4 separate regions of the Mus musculus genome follow, and all the other regions are linked to region 4. A link is a contact called in public Hi-C, HiChIP or PLAC-seq and promoter capture Hi-C data. All regions are on one chromosome and are shown on one strand. Each heading gives the region's core, a stretch centred on a gene start, on an enhancer-like site or on the middle of the called end of the contact. The rest is flanking DNA. Distances are from core to core; before and after follow the strand shown. Region 1 overlaps Prkce (protein kinase C, epsilon). Region 2 overlaps Prkce (protein kinase C, epsilon). Region 3 overlaps Prkce (protein kinase C, epsilon). Region 4 holds the start of Prkce (protein kinase C, epsilon).

The links. Promoter capture Hi-C pulls out the DNA fragments that hold promoters and counts their contacts. Hi-C and Micro-C count contacts between places; a contact is called where the count stands out from the background. HiChIP or PLAC-seq counts read pairs in DNA pulled down with a chosen protein or histone mark.
Region 1: a promoter capture Hi-C map of pre-B cells shows a contact between it and region 4, with 2.8 times the contacts expected there. The contact joins the enhancer-like site here to the promoter of Prkce in region 4. A contact is called at or near these places in 7 of 39 promoter capture datasets (the 3T3-L1 cell line, 3T3-L1-derived adipocytes, the HPC-7 cell line and 3 more), 1 of 484 Hi-C or Micro-C datasets (embryonic stem cells) and 2 of 115 datasets of contacts at active chromatin or transcription factors (large pre-B cells and stem cell-derived neural progenitor cells).
Region 2: an H3K27ac HiChIP or PLAC-seq map of hepatocytes shows a contact between it and region 4, with 6 times the contacts expected there. The contact joins the enhancer-like site here to the promoter of Prkce in region 4. A contact is called at or near these places in 11 of 39 promoter capture datasets (the SN4741 cell line, embryonic stem cells, epiblast stem cells and 5 more), 5 of 15 datasets of contacts at CTCF or cohesin (CD8 T cells, embryonic stem cells, large pre-B cells and 2 more), 71 of 484 Hi-C or Micro-C datasets (the AtT-20 cell line, B cells, the Ba/F3 cell line and 34 more), 45 of 115 datasets of contacts at active chromatin or transcription factors (the 230-238 cell line, the HPC-7 cell line, the NIH/3T3 cell line and 30 more) and 4 of 9 other capture datasets (adipose tissue, embryonic stem cells, liver and 1 more).
Region 3: a contact with region 4 is called in a Hi-C map of the 63-12 cell line, with 4 times the contacts expected there. The contact joins the enhancer-like site here to the promoter of Prkce in region 4. A contact is called at or near these places in 28 of 39 promoter capture datasets (the 3T3-L1 cell line, 3T3-L1-derived adipocytes, the C10 cell line and 17 more), 9 of 15 datasets of contacts at CTCF or cohesin (CD8 T cells, the NIH/3T3 cell line, embryonic stem cells and 4 more), 283 of 484 Hi-C or Micro-C datasets (the 3T3-L1 cell line, 3T3-L1-derived adipocytes, the 63-12 cell line and 143 more), 70 of 115 datasets of contacts at active chromatin or transcription factors (the 230-238 cell line, CD4 single positive thymocytes, CD8 T cells and 49 more) and 5 of 9 other capture datasets (adipose tissue, embryonic stem cells, embryonic tail and 2 more).

Annotation. Positions count from the first base shown.
Region 1 is chr17:86,649,835-86,652,534 of GRCm38.p6, reverse strand. The region is part of intron 14 of Prkce (protein kinase C, epsilon); the gene reads right to left. Among named protein-coding and RNA genes, the nearest start is that of Gm52297, 18 kb to the left of the region's middle. Within about 2 kb of position 1,289, at least 10 of the 459 cell types and tissues checked have an H3K27ac peak or open chromatin away from gene starts, as enhancers often do. A contact at or near this core is called in pre-B cells, where this site is marked.
Region 2 is chr17:86,470,593-86,473,292 of GRCm38.p6, reverse strand. All of the region lies in intron 2 of Prkce (protein kinase C, epsilon), which reads right to left. Among named protein-coding and RNA genes, the nearest start is that of Gm30284, 27 kb to the right of the region's middle. Within about 2 kb of position 1,397, at least 14 of the 459 cell types and tissues checked have an H3K27ac peak or open chromatin away from gene starts, as enhancers often do. A contact at or near this core is called in the N1E-115 cell line, Sertoli cells, hepatocytes and 3 more, where this site is marked.
Region 3 is chr17:86,446,668-86,449,367 of GRCm38.p6, reverse strand. All of the region lies in intron 2 of Prkce (protein kinase C, epsilon), which reads right to left. Among named protein-coding and RNA genes, the nearest start is that of Gm30284, 3.0 kb to the right of the region's middle. Within about 2 kb of position 1,352, at least 1 of the 459 cell types and tissues checked has an H3K27ac peak or open chromatin away from gene starts, as enhancers often do. A contact at or near this core is called in the 63-12 cell line, where this site is marked.
Region 4 is chr17:86,166,378-86,169,077 of GRCm38.p6, reverse strand. Prkce (protein kinase C, epsilon) reads right to left here and starts at 1,293. Exons shown (of 15, transcript NM_011104.3): 1 at 138-1,293. The coding sequence starts at 485. Gm5817 (predicted gene 5817) reads left to right here and starts at 1,593. Exons shown (of 2, transcript NR_165800.1): 1 at 1,593-2,617.

The sequences.
Region 1 (2,700 bases), core at 40-2,539, 480 kb before region 4:
GTTGGGGAGGACGGGGTGGGGGAAGGGGATAGGGGATTTTCGGAGGGGAAATTAGGAAAGGGGATAACATTTGAAATGTAAATAAAGAAAATATCTAATAGAAAAAAAAAAAGAGTTGCCTTGGTCTTAGTGTCTGTTCACAGCAGTAAAACCCTAAATAAGACACTGGGTAACTGGCACTGCCTCTGGTTATTGACCTAGATGATGGGGTCCATCTTATAGAAAGGGCAGAGTCATTCTTTCTAGGAAGAATAATAATGAAATAGCCTATTCTTAGTAGAACTCCGTAACCTTAAAGGCGATATTAAGTAGTCTGTGAAAGAGAGCACCTTTGAGACAAAGCTATATGTTGTATCTGCTTTTGGATGGTTGCTACACACGTGAACAAATCAAAATCTCTTAGAAATTCTAGGAGGAAGAATCCTGGTCCATTTTCAAACCTCCCTTCCTGCCCTCCTGAATAATGTATTTCCTCCTTTCCCAAGAGAGAAACCTATGGTCAGTTTGAAAGGTTCTGTTCCAGAGCTTCTTAGAGCATCTTCACATTCACTCAATCATTTGATCCTTTCGATTCCAGTTTTACAAGCGAGGAAACTAGGACTCAGAGAGATTTGGTGGCTTGGTTGGGGTTACCCAACTGGGAAAGAGCCAAGCTTACATCCAGGTCTCAGCATGATGCCTCCTGCCCCTGGAGGAGTTCTAGAGATGTGAATCCCATAGACATGGGACATACATGGCAAGGAAGGGTTAAGTCCAACCAGGAGACAGTTTTTAGAAGAGGCCAGTAGGCTTTTGAGTTAAAGCCAGAAGGGCCTGGCATAGGCAAATGGGGAGAGAGTTTGGCATAACAGTGAGAGGGGGTAGAGTGGGGAGGCTGGCAGGGGAGCCAGCCCAATGACCCAGACTAGACACAATGATGGGCAGGAAGGAACGGGATAAGCTACTCTTCCCTGTCCTTAGCAGTCAGTCCTATGTTTTTTGCAGCTTCAGCAGCAGAGTTCCACTGTGAACTGAGGGCTGTGAAGGGGGACAGAGGAAACAGAGAGACTGTAAGTAATTTCCAGAAACAGCATTTGTGGCTGGGGAATGTCTGTGTTCCCTTCAGACAGGGAACTCAGACACAGTTGGTTGTGGTCTTCTCCAACCGGAAGGCTGGCCCAGGGTGGGCTAGCTGCTGTCCTCCAGGGATTTCAAGGTCAGAGGAAAAGGGAGGGCATATGCAAAGAGCTGCTGCAGAGATGAACAACAAAACTGGTCCCCAGAGGGATGAAAGCTGGCTGTGGGAGGCTGGAGGCTGGGGAAGTCGTCCTGGGGCTGCAACTCTTCAGAGGACCTCTGTGGAAGGAGGGAAGGGTCATAGGGCTAAGGGACAGGGAGAGCTGTGTTGGGTGAAGGCTGTCCAGGAGATCTGGAAGACGAAGGGGTGGTGACGACAACTTGTAAAACATCAGGTACTGTCCAAAGGACATCTTAGTGGCACATACTCTGGTGGTCGGAGTGGAAGGTTTGCAAAGGATGGGGATAGGTCCACAGAATAGGACAGGCAGAAAGATCCACTGGAACCTAGTGAAGGATGAGCTGGAATTCTTGGTCAGGAACACCTTCTTCCTGGTACACCCTTTCAGCTAGCCACCAAGGAGGACAGGGTGCACATAAAGAACCCCAGAAAACCCATCAACTTGTTGGCACTGGCTGTCCTTGTTTACTTAGTCACTCGGATTTCATCAACCATCAGTGACAGACTCATGCCCATTCGTCACAGAAACTGGTTTGCTTTCCTGAGGTCACCTGGGCGCAGCAATGGTGCTGGTGTCCGCCGTGTGCCCACACTCAAGAACCAGGCTCCGCTGGTGCATCTGGAGAAGATTCTATCATGAGCTTGCTGGGAGGGTTGGTTAGCTCAGTTCTAGGTCTCTCGTGGGAATCACAGAATCGTCTGGGTGTAGTCAGTAGGCCACACCATTTCTCTCTCCTATAGGTCAACTGTAAACACTGCTGGGCATCAAGCCCATGTCTTGCACATGACAGGCACCCGCCATCCCACCACTGAGTCAAATCCCCATGCCAGAGGATGCCGTTCTTGCTGACCTCGGCAGATTGGTCAGAACTCCCTGTACAACTTGGCTTCTGGCCCTCGGAACATTTTAGGTGCATGTTAGTCACCCATGCTTAATTTAAATAGTTAATGGCCCCCATGGGAGGCAATTCCTGATCATTGGACACTGAAGGCTTGGGAAGTTTTCAAATCACCTTGTATCCCTATCACTGGCATGTAGGTAGCATAGCATCCCCCAAACTGAAAAGGGCCGAGGTTGGCTCCTTCACTAATTTTGGTCTTTGAAACACTGCTGCTTTCTTCAGAGCACAGCCAAGACTCGATTCCACAGCTCAAGTCTGACTTTCAGAGAGACTGCCTACTCTTTTCCTTGGTCAGCCCATATACCTTCCCAGTGTCCATACTGTGCAGCCCAAGAAAGTGGCACTGGACACGGAGAGCATTGTCTGACTCTGCAGACCTTCTCTCCCCCACAACGCCTTTCCCACAACCTCTGGGCCACACTCAGGCAAGGCTGGGTGGAGGACGACCAAGACCACTGCTTCTGCCTTTAGGACACTGATGTTAATCTCTGGGCACTGGTCTTTCTATCTATGAGATTTTAGTGGTTACAATGCCCTGTAGGATGATAGGCACCTGATCAA
Region 2 (2,700 bases), core at 148-2,647, 300 kb before region 4:
AGAGATCACTGCAGAGAGGGGGCACCTTCTGGGGAAAAAGAGTGTGTGGTCACTGAGGAGAAAGCTTAAGCCAAGAGCCAAGTGTGAAGATTGGGTAAGGGAGCAGGGTGCATAGTTAGCCAGGGGGAAGGATGTATGACACATGTACGATGCATGGACACCTGCTATCTCTTTTCATGTCTGTCTGTCTGTCTATTTATATAGAGAGGGGGAGCTTGAGAAGAGGTAGTGATGAGAAGAAGAGAGGAGAAGAGAAGAAATTATGATGGTGCCTCTCTCTCTCCCTCCCTCCCTCCCTCTCTCCCTCCCTCCCTCCCTCTCTCCCTCCCTCCCTCCCTCCCTCCCTCTCCCTCTCTCCCTTCCTCTCTCTCTCTCTCTCTCTCTCTCTCTCTCTCGTGTGTGTGTTATTAATAATTAAAGAAGAAGAGGTCAGAAATTTAAGAGGGAGCAGGAAGGAGACACGAGAAAAGATGGAATGGAGAGGAGGGGGTAAATGATTCTCAAAAATGTAATGTAAAAATATTTGCAGAAGAAATATGAAAGATATGCTCAATAGGGATTTTTAAAATGTAAAGCAGAGCATTATTGATGCACCACGGATAGACCATTTCATACCTAATAAGGCTACAGCTTTGTTTCCACATGATAGTATGTGTTACCGGCATGCTATGGGGAAACTGATTTATTCATTTATTGCTAGAGAAAGCGGCACATGACACACATTTTCAGGAAGCAATATTATAATACATAACAAGGGCGAACAGATTCACAAAGAGATCTGGCTTGTCAGTTCCTTAGGAATTAGCTCTAAGTCAATCACTGAATACAAACAAAAGCTATAAAACCATGGAGTGCAGACGTTCCTCACTGCATGGCTAGATTAGTCAACAAACGAGGAAGAACCTATTTAAGATTAATACAGTGGTCTAAAGATGTATTACATCTAAGGCAATTCAAAACTATGCACAAACACCGGAGGAACACGGGAAATGTATAGAGCATCCCCACTATAACCTGGCCTTGTATCAACCAATAGGCTCAAGGTAACAGCGAAGAACTATACCATGCTAGAATAACTGGATAGTATCTTTTATAAACTGTTCTCCAGTTTCCTTTACAAAGTTTTTTTTCCCCCTATGCCTAAATCATCAAATAAGGCACTGGTACCCTAGTGGTTTGGTGGCTCCCTGGCATGAACAGAGGAGCCCTGGAGAGTAGGAGAGAGAAGACATCTCACATTATTAATTTATCCATCCTTTGCTCCGTCCACTCACCGATCCATAGGTAGAGTCTTGCTATGGCCATCCTAGAAGTCTGCTTCTGTAGTCCAGACTGGCTTGCATGCACAATCTAACCTCTGATTCCACAATGCGAAGACCACAGGTGTGCACTACTACACCTGACCACAAGAGGGCAAACTCAAGCAGGAAGTCGGCTTTCTCCCTCTATCTGTTGAGTTACATTCCAGAGTCGCAGTGGAATTTCTGGTACCCAGGAAAAGTCTTTAAGCTCAGGATAGACACACAGAATAAAAACATTCCCAGGCCCCTAGCCTAGGAAACTGACAAGTCACACAAGGTGTCCCTTAACACCTCCAGCTGGCTGAAGGCTGTTCCCCGCTGTCTCGGGATGCACTGTGCCACACTCAGCGGGCATGATCGCCCCTTCGCCTGGAGGTCCCAATCAGTTCTCAGACGTCTCGTTTATGACTTTCTCTGCCAGACAGCAGACAGGGTTTCCAAAAGTTAGAGAGCGGCTACCACTTAGTATGAGTACTTGGTGAAACTTTCGTAGAGACAGAGAACCTGACTGGTCTGAGAGAACCCACAGAGGCACAAGCTGAGTGGTGACTACATCTTCAGTAACCCCAAACATTCTAGATATGCCTTCTAACTCCTTTAACTAGTTCATAAACTTCAAATCCCTGGCACCTTTTACAAATTTCCCCGATTAGTTCATAAACTTCACAGTCCTGGTACCTTTTGCACCGGTGAAGTGAATAGTAAGCAGCCTCAACGTGGAGAAGCGTCTCTGAGAGGCTGCAAATGGGCTGATACAAAGAACAAAGAGAATTATGTACTGTGTGCCTACTGGTCTGTGCATCTAAACTTAGTCAGCCCCCCTCCCCTGGGGGAAGGGATCCATTTCCTTATAGACTTTATGAATACTTGAAACTCACGAAGAGGGAGGCCTGCCACTAAACACTATACTTTTGCTGACAGGCGGGACACTGAAGGATTCACATCTTCAACATCTTCACTGTCCTCTCTCTTTCCACACAAAAGGAGCTCGATATTAATAATCCTTTAGAGATAGTTTTCACTTTACAAAAACCAAGCACGAAATTCTTGCTCGTGTCAGGCCGTAGATTCCTGGGTGTTTTCAGGCAGTTGTGTGGGAGGGACTATCAAATTCAAGGGTTTACTCTTGCCTGGAACAGAACCAACAGGACCACTGGCCAGTGCTGGGCACTGCTGTCACTGCTCGCTGCAGGACCAGCCCCGAAGCATACAGGGGCAGTTCTCCAAGCAGGTTGTAGGGGTTTCTTTCTCAGCTGCCTCTGCTGACTCCCCCTTTTTTGCAATATAATTGAAGTGGATGTCAGGAGATAGGCCAATATCTTTTGCCTTTGTTGCAAACTTGAAATTTCTGCCCAAGTCATTAATCTCTTTCAGTTTCTGTTTTTTGTTGGCTTGTTTG
Region 3 (2,700 bases), core at 103-2,602, 280 kb before region 4:
TGGACATTTTCAGAGACATATTTGGAAGTTAGCTGCAGTTCTTTATGAAGATATGCTAGCAATCGATAAAATTGGGACAGGACCTGGATTGAACATGTTTTAGTGCGTGTGTTAAGGCTCCCAATCTTTTATTAATTGGCCATGTTAAAATAACTTTTGTATTTAATGTGAGTTGTATTGATTGTACACATTCTCGTTTTGTTAATGTGTTGAAATCTGACATGCCTATTATGGTGGTTTATCAATCAGCTTTTGTTTTATTGCCTGTGAGTATGACATGACCTTGGTGCTCTGAAAAACGCTTGCAAATACTGAAAGAAGCGAGTCAGGCTTTAAGCAGAAGCAATAGGATAGTGGGCTTGATTGTTGCTGGCATAGAAGCTTGAATTGCACTAAAAGCTAGCACCACTGCTTCTGCTATTGCTTTGATGCAAGAAGTTAAAACAGCTACATTCATTTAGCAAAAAAAATGTTACTAATATTCTGAGTATTCATAAGGATTTAGATAGGCGTTTGGAACATTAGATTGATGCTCTTTGTGATACTATTCAAATTATTGGGGAGGAAGTTCAGAGTTTAAAAGGAGACATCTCAAGTGTCATGCTAAACATCAGTGGATTTGTGTTACTTTTAAACTTTACAATGATAGTCAATATAATTGGGGAAAGGTTCGAGGATGCTTTCAGGGTATTTGGCATAATTCTAACACCTCTCTGGATGTTTTAACTTTGCATACCGAGATGATGATTTTGAAAAATGCTGCTCTGCTGAGCTTTGATGCTGCTAATATTGCTGATAAAATTATTCATGGCCTGAGGTCAATGTTTTGGTCAAGCTTCAAGGCTGGCATAGATAGCTTGGTCATGCTAGCCCTTCTCATCCTGGGAATACTTTTATTCCTGCCATTGTGATAAAACTTGCCTTTAACAACATCAATATTTTGGTGGCTAAAATACATGGCTTGGAACTAAAAATGGATCCCCATGTACAGTTATTAATTGAACAGGTTGGTAAGCCAAGAACAGGTAAGATTCTGCACGGAGCCTTACCAACCTAAGACAGAATAGCATTGGTCTGGATAATGCACTTTCCATGACGGGTAAGGAAGGCATTCTTGTCAGAACGACCTAAGATGGGTTATATGAAATAAAACCTGGGGAGATGTGCGTAGTCTTTTGGGGGACTGCTTCCAGATGCTTGGTGGGAATCTGACATCGGGCCAGGACAGAAGAAGTAAGCTCAAGCAAGACAGGAGTCTGACTTTGGTCAGGACTGAGGAAATAGGCCCAGATTATGAACATTTACACTTGAGTTAATGCAAAGCTCAGAGCAGGCTCAGCTGAGGCATGTGTGGCATTCCTTTTGTCTTGGTCATCCTGACTAGCCCCTAAAAATGGTGTTTACAGGATTTTGTTTATTGCCTTGCTTGTCCCTTGACCCAGAACTGATCTTATCATTTTGCATGTAATTAAAGTGGGATAAAAGCAGACTGGGAAAAAAAAAAAAACCTGCTTCAGCTTCAGAACTGGCTGGGGTCATGCTACAGTATTGTCTAATTGTCTCTTTTTCTTTTTAATCCCCACTCCTGCCTTGGAGAACCTGTTGACTGACTGAGCTGGCTTGGTCAGAAAACGGCTCTGAAAGTCTTAGACATCTGTCATGTCTTTTCAAGGAGAGCACGGCTTGAGATGGGGGAAGCCAAGCAGGTCACCTGAGGTCACCTGAGGCCAGCGAGACTGCACAGCCACACATCATACAGCGACTGGTGCAATGAAGCCAGAGGAAGACACACCTGTCTCCTGTCTGCCACTACTAGAGAGTCACCAAAACAAAATCGAAGGACCCAATTACACTTCACACTTATATATCAACTGTCTGTGTCTATACCCTCTCTGTTCATCACCTAAAGGCAGCCCACGGGACCAGACAGACAGGCTCAGAGGGCTTAATGCATGAGGTCTGGATCCCCAAGCTTTGGTATTTGTTTCTACTATTTTTTTTTTCTAGAAGAAACCACAGGGAAGAGGTTCAGCCTGGCACTTCCTCTTTCTGCCACGTGAGCTTTGTGTTAGATCTCACCAGGGCAGTGGGGTTAGATGAGGTCAGAGCTAGCATACAGGGAGCCTATGGTGCCAGATTCCAGAAACTTGCTTCAACAATACAGGCCAAGGGCAGAGAACTCAGTGAGTGACCAGAAAGCTGCATGCCGGACCCAACTGGGTGAGCAGGCTGGCCTGTGCCCACAGGGGTTCAAGATCTGTTTCAGTCCAAATGTTCTGGGCACTTGTAAAGCATCAAGAGAAAGCTGGCCGATGAAAAGAAAGCAAGTTTCTCCACAGTGAGGACATTTATTTGTGCACATGTGTATTTTGTTCTGGAATCTGCTGAGTAAGGCATGGCAGTGTGTTTGTGGTCCCCTCAGCCAGGAAAGGGTGGCCTGGGTGACAAGGACGGAGGCATGAGTCCCCACGTGTGCAAGGGATGCCAATCAGAGTCACATAAAGTTCACTAACTGTATCAACAGCTGCTGCTATGATTGGTGGGTGACAAATGACTTATCCAAAACTGTTCAAGAAGTCAAGTCACAGAAACAAGGAGGGGACTCCCAGGGACAGAATGGAGCAAATAAAAGAAATAGATTCCAAGTCACCCAGGACATACTTGGCTTTTATATGTTCCCTCAGTTGCTGGGGATATGTC
Region 4 (2,700 bases), core at 44-2,543:
TAGGAAATAAAACGTGCCTCTTCAAGAAAACTGAGCCGCACATGCACACACAGACAGCCCAGAGCCCCAGGACCAATGCTCAGGCAGCAAGTCTTTCCCTGGGACCCGGGACTCCCGGACGTGGAGGACCGACTCACCCAGTCCTCGAAGTGACGGCTCCCATTCTGCAGCAGCTCCTCGAACTGGATGGTGCAGTTGGCCACGAAGTCGTCGTAGCCGATAGGAGCGTCGTGAAAGACAGCCAGCTCGATCTTGCGCCCATTGCACACATCGGTGACGAACTCATCGTGCCAGGCCGGGCTGTTGGTCTTTTGCTTGGTGGCTGTTTGGCCGATGCGCGAGTCGTCCACGTTAAGGGCAATGTAGGGGTCCAAAAGGAACGTCTGTGGCCGGGGTCCCACCGCATGGCGCAGCGACCAGGCTGTGGGCTTCAAGCTCACCGCCTCGCAGATTTTGATCTTAAGAAGGCCATTGAACACTACCATGGTCGGGGCGGGGGTCACTCCGTCCGCCCCGAGGGCAGGATTGAAGAGCAGGAGCAGGCGCGCCGGGAGCCTGGGGGACTCCTGGGTCCCCTCTTGCCCCACCCCACTCACTCGCTACACCTTGTGGCGCTGCCTCCTGGCGCCGCCGATTCTCAGCGAGTGCATGTATTTCCTCGCCGGATTCCTAACGGAAAACAGGGAGGGGGGAGAGCTGGAGACGTCCGTTTTTTTGGAGCAAGTCTCTCCCCCCCACCACCGGCGACACCTCCACGGCAGGAGACGAGCTGTCGCCTCCGCTGCAAGCCGCGGGGGCTGCCTCGCCGCCTCGCTGGTTCTTCGGGTCCGTGTGCGGAGAAGCAGGCGCCGCGCCCGGCGCTCACCTACCTTTCCGAAACATAATCCCCGGGCAATTTCGACTCCCGGAGGGGGAGGGGGCGGCGGGACGGGGCGGGGACGAGAACCGGGGGCACAGATTTCAACCCGGATCCTCTTCGCCCACCCAGCGCCTGCCTCGGACGGCGCGGGGCGGAGGGTGGACTGAGGGATGTGCAGTCTATCCGGAGGGATGCATGTCGAGAGGAAATGGTCCTCCCCGGAGCCAAATTTTTAAAAAATCCACAAGCCGCACGATCAGCCCCGCCGTCACCTCCCGGGTTAAGCAGAGTCGCGCCGTAGCCGGCGATCGCGAGGCGCCCGGTGCCTGGGATCTCACATCCGCGCGGGCTTGGGAGGTAGAGGTGGCCGCCACTTGGGTTCGGGGCGCAGGCCGGCACCCGGCGGTGCGCAGCGCGGCGGCCGGGCAGGGACTGCGACTCCGCGCGGCCCCTCCTCCCGCCCGCCGGCGCCCGCCCGCCCGCCGCGCTCCCCGCGTCCGCGCTCTCGGCTGCCGCCGGCTCGCCGCCCGCCAGAGCGCTCAGCCCGCGATCTGCTTCCCTCGATCGCTGTGCGAGCGATTCTCCCTCCCTCTAATGCAGGAAATGCGCAAAAGACGTCAGTGTGTGTGAGTGTGTGTGTGTGTGTGTGTGTGTGTGTGTGTGTGTGTGTGTGCACGCGCGCGCGCGCGCGCCACTGTTTGGGGAAATAGAAAGTTTTGCCGGTTGGGGGAGCAATACGGGAAAAGTGAGCCGAGCAGAAAAGAGCAGGAGCGGGCCGGCCGGGTCCGTTTGCCGTGGCGCGCGGGGGAGCTGAGGAAGGACTCCGCGCGGAACCCAGGAGTGTGGCGTCGCGGAGGTGCGGGAGCGACTGTCGCAGGCCGAGTCTGTGCTCCTCGGATCTGCACCAGGAGAGCGGGGTCTGGACCCGGAGAGCAGCGGGCCGCGCTTTTCTCTCGCACCCTGCGGCCAACACTATCACTTAAAACTGGGCCTGGTGGAATGGAGGGGGTCGCAATGTCCAAGAAGACTAATCACCTTCCCCCACTCTGCCTGGACTGCGGCGGTCACCAGTCGCCCGCGGAGAGCTGGCCTATTTGTCACTCTGCCCTGGGATTCTCTACTGTGCCGCGATGGGGGAGGGGACACCCGGACTGCTGAGCCCTTCGGCTGGGTGTGAGTTTTGAAACCCTCTTTTTTTCCCCCTTGAGGAGACTCTCCCCTCTGGGGATTTGTTCTGGGCCTGATTGGGTTGCGAGAACTTGTGGAAGACTAGTAGAACCTGGGCCCGGCCTGGTTCGAATGTCTGTTTATTTCTCAAAGTGACTCCTCCTACTTATGCGGGACCTTGTGTGTGCCCCTTAAGAGGACAAGGCTTGATCCGCGCCCTGACAACCGGCGTTCGGGCTGCGGGAAAGCCCGATGCGTCCTCCTGGGGTCCAGTGGCTGTATCCATACTAATTTCCTCGGTAACCTTTAAACTCTCTGGAAGCAGCCGCGACGGCGGCTGGTCACGTGAGGCGAGCCCTGGGCTGCTGGGGAAGAATTTCCTGGGCCAGGGACCAGGACCGGGAAGGCGGGCGGCAGGGAATGGCTCTGTGCCGAGGGGGACTGGGAACCTGGGAGCGCCGGGCGGGGCGCGCCAGGCCCCGGGCGCCGCGCAGCGGGAACTTCCAGCCTGCGCCCGGGAAGGGGTTCGTCCCGCAGCTCTCCGCCGTGTGAGTGGAAAAAGAAAACCTCCGCCCTCACCCGAGTGCCAAGGCAAGTCCGGCTGTTCGTTCGGATGGTGAAAAGCTAAGTGTTTATCTGGCGACTCTGATAAGTGTGGATCAAAATGTACAAAC